Regions from separate parts of the Gossypium hirsutum genome. Here region 1 is linked to region 2. The links are chromatin contacts, called in public Hi-C maps. All regions are on one chromosome and are shown on one strand. The core of a region is the stretch at or near the end of the contact, and the rest is flanking DNA. Distances in the headings are between cores, read along the strand shown.

Region 1 (6,779 bases), core at 649-3,148, 180 kb before region 2:
CTTGGATCTAACACCAGATTTCAAAGTGTCTTCCCTGATTGAAGTTCATTCTCTTCTGAAATCTAACTTTGACTTAACACCCTGATTTCCCGGTAAAGGTCCTACACTAGATTTATCTGATAGCCTTTTTTACCTTAAGAAAGAAAGATTTTAACAGTTGAGGAACACTTGAAAAGTGGAAAACAGTAGTGGTAATTAAGGAACTGAACTTTGGTATAAGATGCTGCTTTGTTTATCTGTAGGGAGCAAAAAGAGAGATCTTTTGTAGCTGGATAACCAAGGGGTTTTGTGTGTTGTTGAACAAGGAGCATGCTGGTATGTATTTTATTCTTGGTACCTTTGTTGTTCATGTAGATGTTCTACTGTAAAGAAATATTAGGCAGAAAGTCCCTCTTTGTTAATCTTTTTTTCATTGGTGAATTCAATTATGTTAAAGAAGGAATATCTTTGTGAAATACCCATTACCCTCAAATGCTGATCCCCAACCAGAAAATTAGGAGTGTGAAAGCTGAATAAACCGAATAGACTTAATTTAGGTATTTATAGTTTTATTTTCTTTAATTTGTATTTTTCTTAAATTTGGTTTACTTTTAATTTTGTTTTATATTAAATTCTTTATAAAAAATTATTAAAAAATTTAAATCAAGTAATGTTTAATGAACTCAAAAAGGTACCTACCAAGATATATTTTCCATGGTCGCCATATATGATCATATTTTTTACTGCTCTTGACGAGTATATGTTTATTTAGATGTTTTATATATATTAATTATTAAAATATTGATGAATATTGTGGATTTAGACTTTTAATAAGATTAAGTTTTAATAATAAATATTTAAGTGTATGAAAATGGGTTGTGCAATTTATTCGGTCTGATTCACTTCGGTCGGGTTTTAGAATATCTTTTTTCACACCCCTACAGAAAATGCTGCCAAGTCTCATATTACAGGAGTTCTACACTCTCTCATCTACTTTCTAACCTGAATCATTAAGCAATACACACAACAGATACAAAGCAGCGAATAGCAACAAATATAGAAGGAACTTCAAAGAGTTCACAAAGCAAAACTACATTTTAAAAAAGGCAAGTTCCAGTTCAACACTATGGTACTTCAAACCCTAGACCCTGTTACAGCAGGGCCGCCCTTAGGCACCGGCTGGCCCTCATATTCGGTGTCTAGATACCCTGGTCCATACCTACTGCCAAATAGACCAGCATGGATCAAACAAACGTACAAGAGTTCGGTTAATGTGAGAATTATTATGAGAGCTTCAATTACTCTCAATCTCCACCCTCTCCACCCTCCTATATTTATATGCTTGCAAGCAAACCTGTCAAGGGAAAACAGTTGTTTTCAAAAATGAAAAATGGAGTAATTGGTCGAGTTCGATAAATACATAAAATGGGTAAAATGCGAAGTTCACCCAAAGGCTAATGCAGTCAAGGCCCAAGCTATTAACGAAGATGAACCAGCTTCAGCCAAACTATCACTTCTCCAAGACCTAATATGACCCCCTCCTGCTAACTTTGAAACTATGCCGGCTACAGCAGCCAAGATTGAGATTGTCAAGAAGAAACCGGTGGCTCCATTTCCACCCATACCTGAAACACTTCCCTCGGGTTAAAACCAAGCAACACAATGTTTTCTTTTAAACGTAACAATAGGGTTATCACTTACTTGGGTGAGCAGTTTGGCCATCGATAAACCTATTAAAACACCAGCTAGCGAATCCGAGCACAATGAAATACATGATCAAGTTGAGAAACAGCAATGGAGCTGCTATATTCCTTCCAACTGTAGCCATAGTTAAGTCAGATAGAACAGTTGAAGAAGCAGACAACCCAAGCAAATTTGCTGACTTGAGCCTAAAGATTTTGAGCAATGACAAGAGACTATGGCTATGGATGGTTAATCTAGGGGAAGTTATAAGGTGGATGGGATCTACGTGTAAAGCAGTGAGGCAATGCATGCAAACGCAGGGGAGTGGATACAGGTGGAAGGACACCTGTCGAAAATGGTGTTTACGTCTTACAGTGATCCTTGTCTTCTGGAATCTGGAAGCTTTAGAAATTCTGCTGACGGTGTTCATATCCAGTGTTTCTGAGAATGTATTATTAGTTTATTACCCAGCGTTTAATTTCCTCGGTTTCAAATTTCTTATTGTTCTATTAACCCAATGGGTGCATTTTCTAGAATTCCTAAATTTGTTTAAAAATTTAACTCTCTATATTTAATTACGTTAATATTATTATTTCAACTCAAATTAAATATTATTATTTATGAAATATTTGAATTTGAAAAATTTTCGTTGCATATTCAAATCAGTAAAAAATTTAATAAAATAATTAAATAACAATTCAAACAACTATACTTAACAATTTAAATATAAGGATTACAATTGACTGAGCCTTAACTCGATTGACATTGATATTTTTATTGTCGAAATCATTTTTTTGTATGGGCCGACCTTTATATTTAAAATGAAAACGGAAGTCGCCACCAATCTTTTTTTTATGAGGTGTAATCGGGTCACCTCGTAATTTGGTTATTTTAATAAAATATTTCGATTCATCAAAATAACGATTTTAGTCTACGGAATTCAAGAAAACGGGTTCGAGAGTCGGTTATGTGCGAGGAAGGATTAGCACCCTCGTCACGCCCAAAATTTGTACCTAATTGATTAATTAATGTCTTAAATGTCAAAAATTGAAAACTTCGAAAGAATTTGAAATACGATCCCTCCCTTTTATTAACGTTAATTTTAAAAAAAACGTTTGAATGAAGTTGAAACGAGCATCAATGGCCCACTCGTCCCGCGATAACAATATGTCACATCTCGTAAGTTAGGATGCGACACTTGAACCATTGAGAATAAACTTGCCTTTAATTTTTATTCAAAACTTAGGTATTTTAAATTTAGAAGGATGTTTAGTTGTTTAGATTGAACGAGAAAATCGAAACCCCGTAAGTTAGGGTACGACTTCTCGAATTTTTAAAAACGAAACATAGTCTTATTTTAAAATTTTCTTTTTTTGAATAATAGCGATTACAAAACCTAAACGATGTGTGCTATTTAGTTGAAATATAATAAAATAGCCCATTATGGATAAAGAAAAAAAAATTAAACGCGACCTTTGAAGTGGTTTTAATGATATGTGATGGAGTAATAATATACAACATGGAGTAATAATTTACGAATAAAATGTACACTAATGAATCACAATAACATGAAAATACGAATAAACGAATTATAATACACATAATGACAATAATCACACCACATGTCACTTTAATAACAATATTAACAATTAAAGAAAACGAAACAAAAAATATATAGAACAATTTGAAGTAAATAGTATAAAACAATTTAAAGTAACTAATATGTAAAACAAATTAAAATAAATAATAGACAAAGCAATTTAAAATAAATAACATATAAGACAATTTAAAATAATATATAAAAAGTTTAAAATAAATAATATGTAAAAAGAAGTTTAAAATAAATAATGTACTAAAAAGTTTTTTAAAAAATAAATGATATATATAAAAAACAATTCAAAATAAATAATATATATGACAGTTTAAAAATAAATAATATATAAAAAATTTAAAATGGATAATAGTTTGAAATAGTTTAAAATACATTATATGTGGAAAACTTAAAATAAATAATAAAAAAATAATTTAAAATAAATAATATATGAGAAAAAGGTTTAAAATAAATAAATAAATAACAAATTTGTGAAAATAAATTGAAATCAAACAGATTTGGGACTAAATCAGGACAAAAATGAAATTAAAGGTAAAAACTATAATAAAATAAATAAAGAAGGACCAAAATGAAAGGGCACGAAAGGGCAGAGGGCCAAATGGGTAAAAAAAACAACCCCTGGACACATGTCCATTTTCCAGCGCGTCAGTGGGCCCGGGACCCGATTGAAAAACAAACAAAATTCTGTGGTCAAATTAAAATAGAAAATAAGAAAAAAACCAAAGGGACTAAATTAAAAAAAATAGAAATGCGGAAGGGCTAGGGGTGTAAATAACCCATTGAACAAAAACACGCGGATCCCCCTTGGAGTGGGTTGGGTCACATGCGGATAGGCCCTAAATGGCGTCATTTGGGCATCTGTGGTTTGAGCCCAAAACGGCGCCGTTTTATATCCTTATAAAAATAAAATTGTTTTCCTTTTACTCATTTCTCCACTATTTTAAAAGAAATAAAATTCAAAGGGTTCCTCCTTTCTCTCAACCCTCTTTTTTATGCGCCCAAAGGCTGGCCATGAGGCCACCGCGCCTCCGCCGCGTCTCTACCGTAGACGGTGACTGGGGCTACCAAAAGTTTGGTTTTTCAATCTTTCTCAAACTCTTTTTTATTTGTTTTTTTAAAAACTTTTTGAAAACTAGATCTATGTTTTAAAATAAAACACACAACAAAAAAGGAATAGATCACGAAGGGTTGCCGGAGCTCTCCTCAGTGGTGAGGAAAAATGAATCGATGGTAAGCTCTTTCTTTTTATTCTATGTTTCTTTTATTAAAATAGATTCGTAAAAAAATAAAAAGGATAAATAGAAAACGAAAAACAAGAAAAGAATAAAAAGCAAACACCTTTTTAACTTCAATTCTGTTTCTTTTTTGATTTTCTATTGTGTGTTCGTAAAAAAATACAAAGAAATCGTCTTGGCTTTTATAGCCAATATTAAAACTTTTTACTTTTTTTTATCTTTTTGCGTTTGTTTTTACTGCTTGTTGGCGTGCCTTTTCTGTTGTTGCATTCAATTTCTCCAGGTGTCAGATGAGTGTGGTGATGGCGTGCGGTAGTAGTGGTGAGCGTGAGGAGGTTGGCGTGCATGGGAGGAGCGGCAGTTGAAGAGGGTTAGGGAGGCTAGGGTTTTCTTGTTTAGTTTAGGTGTTGGGCTGATTTGGGCTAGAGTTAAAATTGGGCTAGGGTTTTGGTAAAAACTTGGACTATAATGGACATGTAATTTTGGACTGTTTATTTATTGGTTTGGGTTTTTGTTTTATTTTGGTAATTTGGGCCCTGGCCAAAATTGGCCTATTACAATTATTAATGCAGGAGGATGTGGGTTTAAGTGCACTGAAATGCATTATTCTTCTATTTAAGGGTTGGAGATGAATTATAGATAATTTTAGACATAAAAAAATGATAACAACTAGTGTTTAATTTTTATAAACCACTCAAATGAAAATGTTATATTTCTGAAGCATTAAAATGGATCACCTCCAAACCATTCAACACACATTTACAAGTTTAAAAATCCAGTAATTCTTTGAAAAGAAAATTTTTGTAGACTTGAAGCTCCCTCCAAAATCTCGAAATTTTTTTGAAGAAATCCTGAAGAACACCGTATTAGTTTTGAAGAAAGTTTCCTTCTAATCTTGTTCAACTAACAAAAAATAGGCTAAACTTGTTTATTCAAGATCAAACCTAAAAGTCCCTTGAAGCGGAATCATCCATCTATAGGATTAAGTCTAGAAGACCCTTCGATCAAACCTCTTTCAAATTCAGTTGCATCAACACTAGAGATATAAAAATTATTTTAAAAATCATGTCTCGACAACCCTTAAAGTGGACTCGACCATCCAAGATAAAGTCTCAAAGACCCTTTGTAATGACTCGATTTCCAGTGTTATTGAAAAATACAGTTTCGGGATCCATTTTCGTAAATTGAGTCCATAAATATTAAATAGTGATATTTACAGAGTTAATATTTAGACAAATTGAAATTTAAATTGTCAATTTAGCCGAAATTTTGTTTAATTTAGGCCTTGAGACTAAATTATAAAAGTTGAATCGCTATAGATTTTTAATTAGGAAATGGTTTGGGGACTTAAATTGCAATTATCTAAAGGGACAAAATGGTTAATAAATCATTTTTAAACATTCTTTATTGGATGGTGAGAGTATTATTGATTTAATAAGTAAAATTAAGATTAATTATAACTAAAACATAATTAAATAAAGTTAATTAAGTCATAATCCAAGTATAAAAATGAAAATTTGGTGGATGGAGAGATAAATTTTATCTCCTCCAACCAACTATTAGAAAAATAAAAATAAAAAAAGAAGAAGAAGCTTGACGACATTTTAGGTTTTTGAAGCTTTTGGTCCTTAATTCAACTAAGTTCTTACCAATTTTTTTTATTTGTATAATTTTTTTAGCTTGGAAGCTTGAATAAGCTAACCCAAGGATCAATTTGATCAATTGGTGAAGTTTTGATAAGATTTCGTTTTTGAGAATTGAATGATTTAGGTGCTAAATTGATAGAAATTAAGCATAGTTTAAGAACATAACTTAATTGTAAATTTTAATTGTTAGTTTCGTACATTAGGGACCAAATTGAATAAAATATAAAATTATTATGAAATTTTGATAGGAATAGAAAGTAGAAGGTCCCTAATGAACATATGTGAAATTGGATTTTAACCCGAAGTTCTAGATCAAAAGTTATGCTTGTACTAGTTTAGGGACAAAATTGAATAAATTACAAAATATATGACTTTATATTTGAATATGGTTTGATATGAAATTTGATTTTGTGTACTATTGGATTATTATTCTTAGCTAAAGATTACGCGGGGTCGTTGAGAGTAAAAAGGAAGATGAGAGCTGACGACAAGTAAACCGAATCTTCAATTTGTATTTCTATGATTCGAATCACTATAATTGTTGCATATTTATATTTTTTTTGCATAGTGTGATATTGAAGTAAGTAAAAAATGATTATTTGAATTGAATTGATATGATTGTTG
Region 2 (6,535 bases), core at 321-2,820:
AAACTAAACGATTTGCTTTAAATTTAGGTTTCGATTACCACTCACCTTATTAAAATAAATAACAATAATAAAAAAATAATTCTCCAAGGTTTTGAATATACCCCCACCTGTCATCTAATTGACCACCTGGCTGGCTCCAGCAAGCTTTCCATATGTATTTTTATATAAAATAGATAGTTATAAATTTATAGTCCCAAGAAATTAGTGTCACAGTTTTCTGTGGTAAATCCAGCCTCTAAAATCAGAGCCGAAATTCGGGTGGCTCACCTTACCCTACTAAAAATAACGCCAATTTCAACCGTATTGCCTTTGGGGTTATCATCTCTTTCCCATTACTCTCATCTTATCTTTCTTTTCTTTTCCCCTTTCTAGCATTTGTCTTTTTAGTGTAAGAAATATAGTAAATTAGGAATGTTGAATTTTTTATATACATAGTCATTCAATGGAGTTTTTTTCTTTTTTAATTTCTTGACTTGGTTTAGCTTCCATTCTCTAGACTACAAGTTCACTAAGAATTGATCAGATAAGATTGGCAGTTGGTTTAGTTGCTTTTTTCCAGTTTCAGAATCATTAAAAACAAAGCAAGTCAAAAACAATAAATTATTAGGTGAACTTCATGTGAGAATGCTTTTAAGTCCTTTACTCAAAAAAGGAATCACGTGCATCTTTGTTTATACTTGACTTTGTTATCAATCCAAGTTAATTTTCTTCTTCAATCTCTACCAATTCTAGTTTAACTGATAAAAATATGTTCTGCTTTTTTGTTTTCCCCCCTTGGGGTATTTTTTGAAATGATAAAGGTAAGAGAGTTTTGAGCAAGAAGTGACGAAAAATGAAGAAAAGTTGAAGGATACTTGAGATTGCAGGCACAAACATATGGGAGAGTTTCTTTTACTTTGTCATTAATGTTGGAAATCAATTTGAGTTTATTTTAATATTTTTTTTTCTGTTCACCAGCTCACTGGCACAGACTTCTATAATCTCATTTAGGCAAATACAGATTAGTACTTAAGGTTCCTGAATAAATGCTTCAAAGAAGCTCATCAACCCCAGTTTTTGGATCCCTTATCTTCCCTTTTACCGATAGTCCAAATAAAGATCTTGATGCTACTTACAGGTTACTTCAGGGAAACCATGGTGGAAAACTCGACTCCCATTGTCAAGAAAGCCTCAACTTGACATCTTTTTCACATAATTCATCTTCTGAGTCTCATTCAGCTTCAGGGTTGTTTGAATTCAATCCAGAATCGGGTGGTTTTCGCCTTAAAGGCTTTCGAAGAGCCAAGTCTGAAGGTAGCATAGAAAGATTAGATTATAGATCTTGTGATATATCTCACTTTCTAGATCCCAGAACACCAAAGAGATCTTTTCATAGGCATCATATAACAATGTTGCATAGTGCACCATCTTTTTCGATATTCAATGAAGGGGTTGAAGATGGAAAACTAGGGGAGGAGTCATTGGAGAGAACAGTTACAATTGGTGAGAACATTGATGCTGTAGGGAATCCAGATTTCAGCTTCCGGAAGAAGTGTATGGAGTTAATTCAGGAAGAAGGAGATGAGGAAAAAAAAAGATTGAACCGAATTTGAGTTTCTTATAATGATGAAGAAGAAGTTGAACTTGAGCCACCTAGTCCTCCCATGTATCTTGCTACTGGTCTTGGAATTGATTGTGCTGGCTTTGGTGCCATGGCTGATGGTGTTGATTTAAGTTACATGGATCTTGATGAGGTTGATGATCAAGAAGAGTTTCATAAGAGGCTGGTTGATGAGTACCCTTGTCATCCTCTGTTCCTAAGGAATTATGCTAAATTTTTACAGGTGAGACTATTTCAACTCTATTTTTTCCTGTTCTAATTAGGCCATTCAAGATTTTTTCTGTAGATTAAACTAACGTGTTTGATGTATGTGATGTGAATTTAATATAGCTCATATATGAATCATGTGGCTGATATTTCTCAAATAATAAGTGGCTAAACAAGTTTTAATCATCAAGATACCAAAAAATGGTCAAGTTTTAGCATTTTTAGGTGTATTTTAGATCAATCTCAAAAGTAGATTTTATAGTAGATGATTATATAACCATGAAGCCTGCTTCAGAAAGCATAGATAGCTTATACAACACAGTTTTATGGAACACGATTGAATCTTTTCCAGCAGTCTAAGGGAGATCTTCAAGGAGCAGAGGACTATTACCATCGTGCAACATTAGCAGATCCTGAAGACTGTGAGATTCTCTTGCAGTATGCCAAAATATTATGGGATCTTCACCATGAAAAAGATAGAGCCCTTAGTTACTTTGAGCGTGCCGTTCAAGCTTCTCCTCAAGATAGGTCAGTACTTATCTATGCTTGGCCAGGCACTTCAAAATAAGTTACCTAAGGTCTAACTCAAACTAGTTACTATCTTTCTTCTATATCTGTTTACTAACTTGATTTCGCTGTTGAAAAAGGCTAGGGTAACACAAACTTAGCCACTGGAATTTGTTGAACAGACCAGATCCAGAAGCTAAAGTTTAATTTGTTCATTTCTTTTTCGTTTTCCAGCAATGTCCTTGGAGCATATGCTAGTTTCCTTTGGGAAATAGGGGATGATGCAGAAGAATATGGAGAACAAGAATACCAGGGGGTAGCGTTTCTTGAATTATAGAGCAGCCATTTTTATTTTCTTTCAGAGACTAAAATGTGACATACTGTTGGTAATGCTGTAATGGATATTACCTTTTCTCAGGTTAAAGAGGAGGAAATTATGAAGGTAGCCAAGAACTTACTACCCGAAGAAGAAACTAAGCTAGCTAGGCTATCCATGCACCTTCCAAATCCAGCAGGTTTGGGGGTTCATACCGATATCCAGGACATTGATATTGAGTATTATCATACGAAGATGGTTCAGGAAAATCCTGGCAACCCTTCGGTTTTAAGCAATTATGCTCGTTTCTTACATCAGGTGTTAATTTCTATATCCCACTCTCAATTTCTGTATCATTTAGCGTCATTTGCTTGAGTGCATAGAACATAATGCAACAGAGATTAGTATTATCACCACAAGTGGATGATTCTTATTTTGACTACCATTTACACCCTTTTGTTTGTTAATTGTCCATTTTGATTGACAGTCTAAAGGAGATGTTGAAGGAGCCAAGGAATACTATTTGCAAGCCATACAAGGTGACCCTAGGAATGGTGAAACCATGTCACAGTATGCTAAATTGATCTGGGATTCTCACCGTGACCATGATAAAGCTTCACATTATTTTGAGCTAGCAGTTGAAGCTAATCCTGAAAATAGGTACTTTGACTCAGTTACTTGAAAATCTACCTTTTACTAACTCAACTCTATTTCCAATGTTCTGCAATGCCCTGGAGATTCTAAACAGATTTTCGTTATCAATAAAAATAGTACTTTTAAGAGAAATGATTCCATCCACCTATCCTTTACTGTATTTCTAAAACATAATTGAAACACGCGACAGTTTTAATCTCCTTTTTGGGTAATAAAACATTTCATTGTTAATGTATCGTTCATTTTGTAATGCTCAACCTGGCAAATTCTTATCCTACTGTTTTCTCCTTTACAGCAATATTCTTGCAGCATATGCTAGCTTCCTTTGGGAAACAGAAGAAGATGAAGACAATAACACAAGGCAAGATCAAACTCAGGTTTCTCTTCAGAACAGAGCTTTGTCTGCAATAAGCTCATAAGTCATTCATTCTGAAACCTTTAGGTACCAGATCACTAGTTCAGTTTCCAATGTTTGAGTCATCTATCAGACAAAAGAGAATAAAGCATATATCTTTATGTTTTTTTCTAACATACTTTCATTATTATAGTAATAGCAACCTTAGGATACTTTTTATTTTCCTCTTCCACATTGTTGATCGAAGAAATATAGATTCAGGTTTCAACAAGGAACTACTCCATATAAACAGTTAGCTTTAATGGACAACTTAGCCCATTGGTTCATATGATCACATTTAAAAGATGCCAATTATTTTAGCCAAAAGAGACGGAAAAAAAAAGGATCAAACTTTTGGTAAAGCATGAACATGATAGATGAACAAATGGAGCTTGTTTGCTGCAGATTGAAATTAAACCAAAGTTTTGAGGCAAGCCTAAAAGAAAATGCAATGAACCTAAAACTGCAAACATATTGCCCATTAAATATTGAAAGAACAAATTAAGCATATAATAATGGAAGCCCTTTCCAAAAAGTGTAATTCCTATGCATGGTAAAACTAGCTAATGAAAAATAAAAACACCTGATATATTGTTGTTGAATCTAACCATAAATAAACATGTTGAATTGTGGTGGTTGAAACCAATAATTTGATCCCTTCATAGAAGATAAAAAATGCCGGCTCTATGAACTTTGTCCAATTTTATATACTTGCTGGCCAGATAAGCCTCAATCTTGTCAAGATGTTTGGCGGTAAAAACCGTTTCCTCTCGATCTACTGTGGTCTCGTTCACTTCCATTGTAGGCACCTCCCCTGCCATAACTTCGAGTGCCAAAACGCCCCCTTGGAGCTTCTGTTGGATAGCTGCCTCGGCCTCTACCCATCCCTGTCTAGAACATTTTAACCATTGGATAAGAATGGAAAACAAAAGGAAACAAGCGTATCTAATTTACAAATATAGCTTCAGGATATACTAGTTATTAAAGAAATATGAGCCCTTAATGCCCACAAAGCAAGGATGACAAAAGTGCCATCATTTGAATATGGGGAGACACATGTCCTGCTTTAAACCAGGTACAATGTAAAGATGCCATTGATAAATCAGCATAAGCACATGAAGGGCCATTTTATCATGGATAATGATAAGCATATGCAGGCTTATAACCATATGCCTCATCGGGTGAGATCATTCCTACCAGTTAAGACAGTTGTAATGATGCTCACGTAGACAATGTTTTGCTACAGATTGAAAGTATTCCAGTAGAAAAGAAAGGTAAAGAAATCTGTACTTCCTCCTCGAGATGGGATATAACTGTTTGGTCTCCGCTCATCAATGTACACTTGTCGTCCAGCAACCTGTGCAGTTCCAGCCTATATGTGGAATATGATTTCACTAAATTAGTATACAATATCTATCGAGATGAAAGTCCTATAGGAAATAAATTAAAAACTAGATCGAATAGGAAGGTCAAAATATTAATAAAATGTGCTAGGTGGATAGGACGAAAGAATGGAAGACATAATCACAGATAAAATAATTGTTGAATTTCCACTCAAGGTGCATAGAATGCTCAAATCGATTTGGATTTCGAATCTTAAATTGAAGCTGGTTTTTGGGTCTTTTTCCCAAAAATGCATAAGATAACTAGTAAAACAAGAGAAATGTTTATTGGTAGATGAATGAAGTAAATTCAGACCATGGCCGCATTACGGACACTTGACATATCTTCGAATTCCACAAATGCGTAACAAACACCAACATCCTGCACTCAAATGAAATATTTTAGCATCAAAAAGCAAGATATCATAATAGGACTACAAAAGAAGCTACAAAGTGAACCTTGCGACTACGAATCACCACTCCATCAGGACTAATCTCACCAAATTTCTTGAATTCCTCCTCAATTTCAGACCCAAAAACAGTAGGGGGCAAGTTCCTTACATAAACAGATTTTATTTCACCTAAAATACATGAGCACCAAAATAATTATGCATGCTTAGCTTCGAAACTAAAGCCAACATGTGCCTTTCGAAAGTTTCAAGATAAATTAATGTTTTGAGATATTGAAACAACAAACACTTGTAGAATTTCAACAGAACTGACATTCTTATGTCTCACGTCTCATAATCCCATTTTTCAAAATAGCTAAGCATAAAAGGAATAGTTGAAGCTTTACCTTCATACTCTATGGGTGAAATTTCATCAACCATATCAGCCCCAGACATCTCGACAACATTTGAGGAGAGAACAGGTTGCTGAGCAGTGTGCTGGGGAGCATGGTCCCAGTCAGAAGCAGGGAGCGGGTTCTTGCTAACAGAAACTTGAGGAGTAACTGATGGTGCTGATTGTCCTTTAGCAACCCGTAACTTCAACAATCATGCATAGAAAATGAGAGAAATTAAATCCTATCAAGAAGAGAAGCCAATTTCTAATTCAACAAACAAGCATAGAAAGTTCATGAGCATTACATATTCATGCATGACATAAAATATCAGCCACATGTAGAACATACAACAGAAGCATAGTTGTGCTTTTGGGGTTCCCCAAAGGGTTCCTCGACAGGAGGCACATGCTCTTGGACAGTATTCACAGTATGCAGAAGTGAACCATTGGACTCTCGCACAGAACTCTTGTCCACAAGACTTTCAGATTCCAGAGCTTGTTGAAGTTGTTCCGAAAGAGTATAATTGTCAACTGGACCATTTTCTTTAACATCAACAGGAGCCACAAACTCCCGTCGTTGGATATCTCCACCCAGTAAATAGCCTGGCACTACAAAGAGAACAATGTTATAAGTCAAAGCAACTAAAATATCCTTTTGAGAAGAATAAAAGAATAGTACTTTTAAAGAAAAG

Evidence for each region. A called contact is a pair of places that touch in the nucleus more often than the background predicts.
Region 1: a contact with region 2 is called in a Hi-C map of leaf, with 3 times the contacts expected there. The contact joins the promoter of LOC107914946 here to the promoter of LOC107914960 in region 2. A contact is called at or near these places in 11 of 34 Hi-C or Micro-C datasets (callus, hypocotyl, leaf and 2 more).

Annotation. Positions count from the first base shown.
Region 1 is chrD10:46,186,250-46,193,028 of Gossypium_hirsutum_v2.1, reverse strand. LOC107914946 (membrane protein PM19L) reads right to left here and starts at 1,898. Exons shown (of 3, transcript XM_016844016.2): 1 at 1,681-1,898; 2 at 1,427-1,604; 3 at 1,056-1,333. The coding sequence starts at 1,807. The coding sequence ends at 1,114. LOC107914945 (haloacid dehalogenase-like hydrolase domain-containing protein At2g33255) reads left to right here. Exons shown (of 6, transcript XM_016844015.2): 5 at 1-92; 6 at 243-561. The coding sequence ends at 85. LOC121222232 (a long non-coding RNA gene) reads left to right here and starts at 4,231. Exons shown (of 2, transcript XR_005919412.1): 1 at 4,231-4,504; 2 at 4,793-5,003.
Region 2 is chrD10:46,009,949-46,016,483 of Gossypium_hirsutum_v2.1, reverse strand. LOC107914960 reads left to right here and starts at 1,570. Exons shown (of 6, transcript XM_016844034.2): 1 at 1,570-1,823; 2 at 2,163-2,335; 3 at 2,549-2,630; 4 at 2,733-2,948; 5 at 3,118-3,290; 6 at 3,580-3,858. The coding sequence starts at 1,644. The coding sequence ends at 3,703. LOC107914959 reads left to right here and starts at 1,026. Exons shown (of 1, transcript XM_041102393.1): 1 at 1,026-1,592. The coding sequence starts at 1,026. The coding sequence ends at 1,592. LOC107914961 (nuclear transport factor 2) reads right to left here. Exons shown (of 10, transcript XM_016844035.2): 5 at 6,193-6,452; 6 at 5,857-6,046; 7 at 5,520-5,641; 8 at 5,377-5,442; 9 at 4,969-5,050; 10 at 4,408-4,565. The coding sequence ends at 4,408.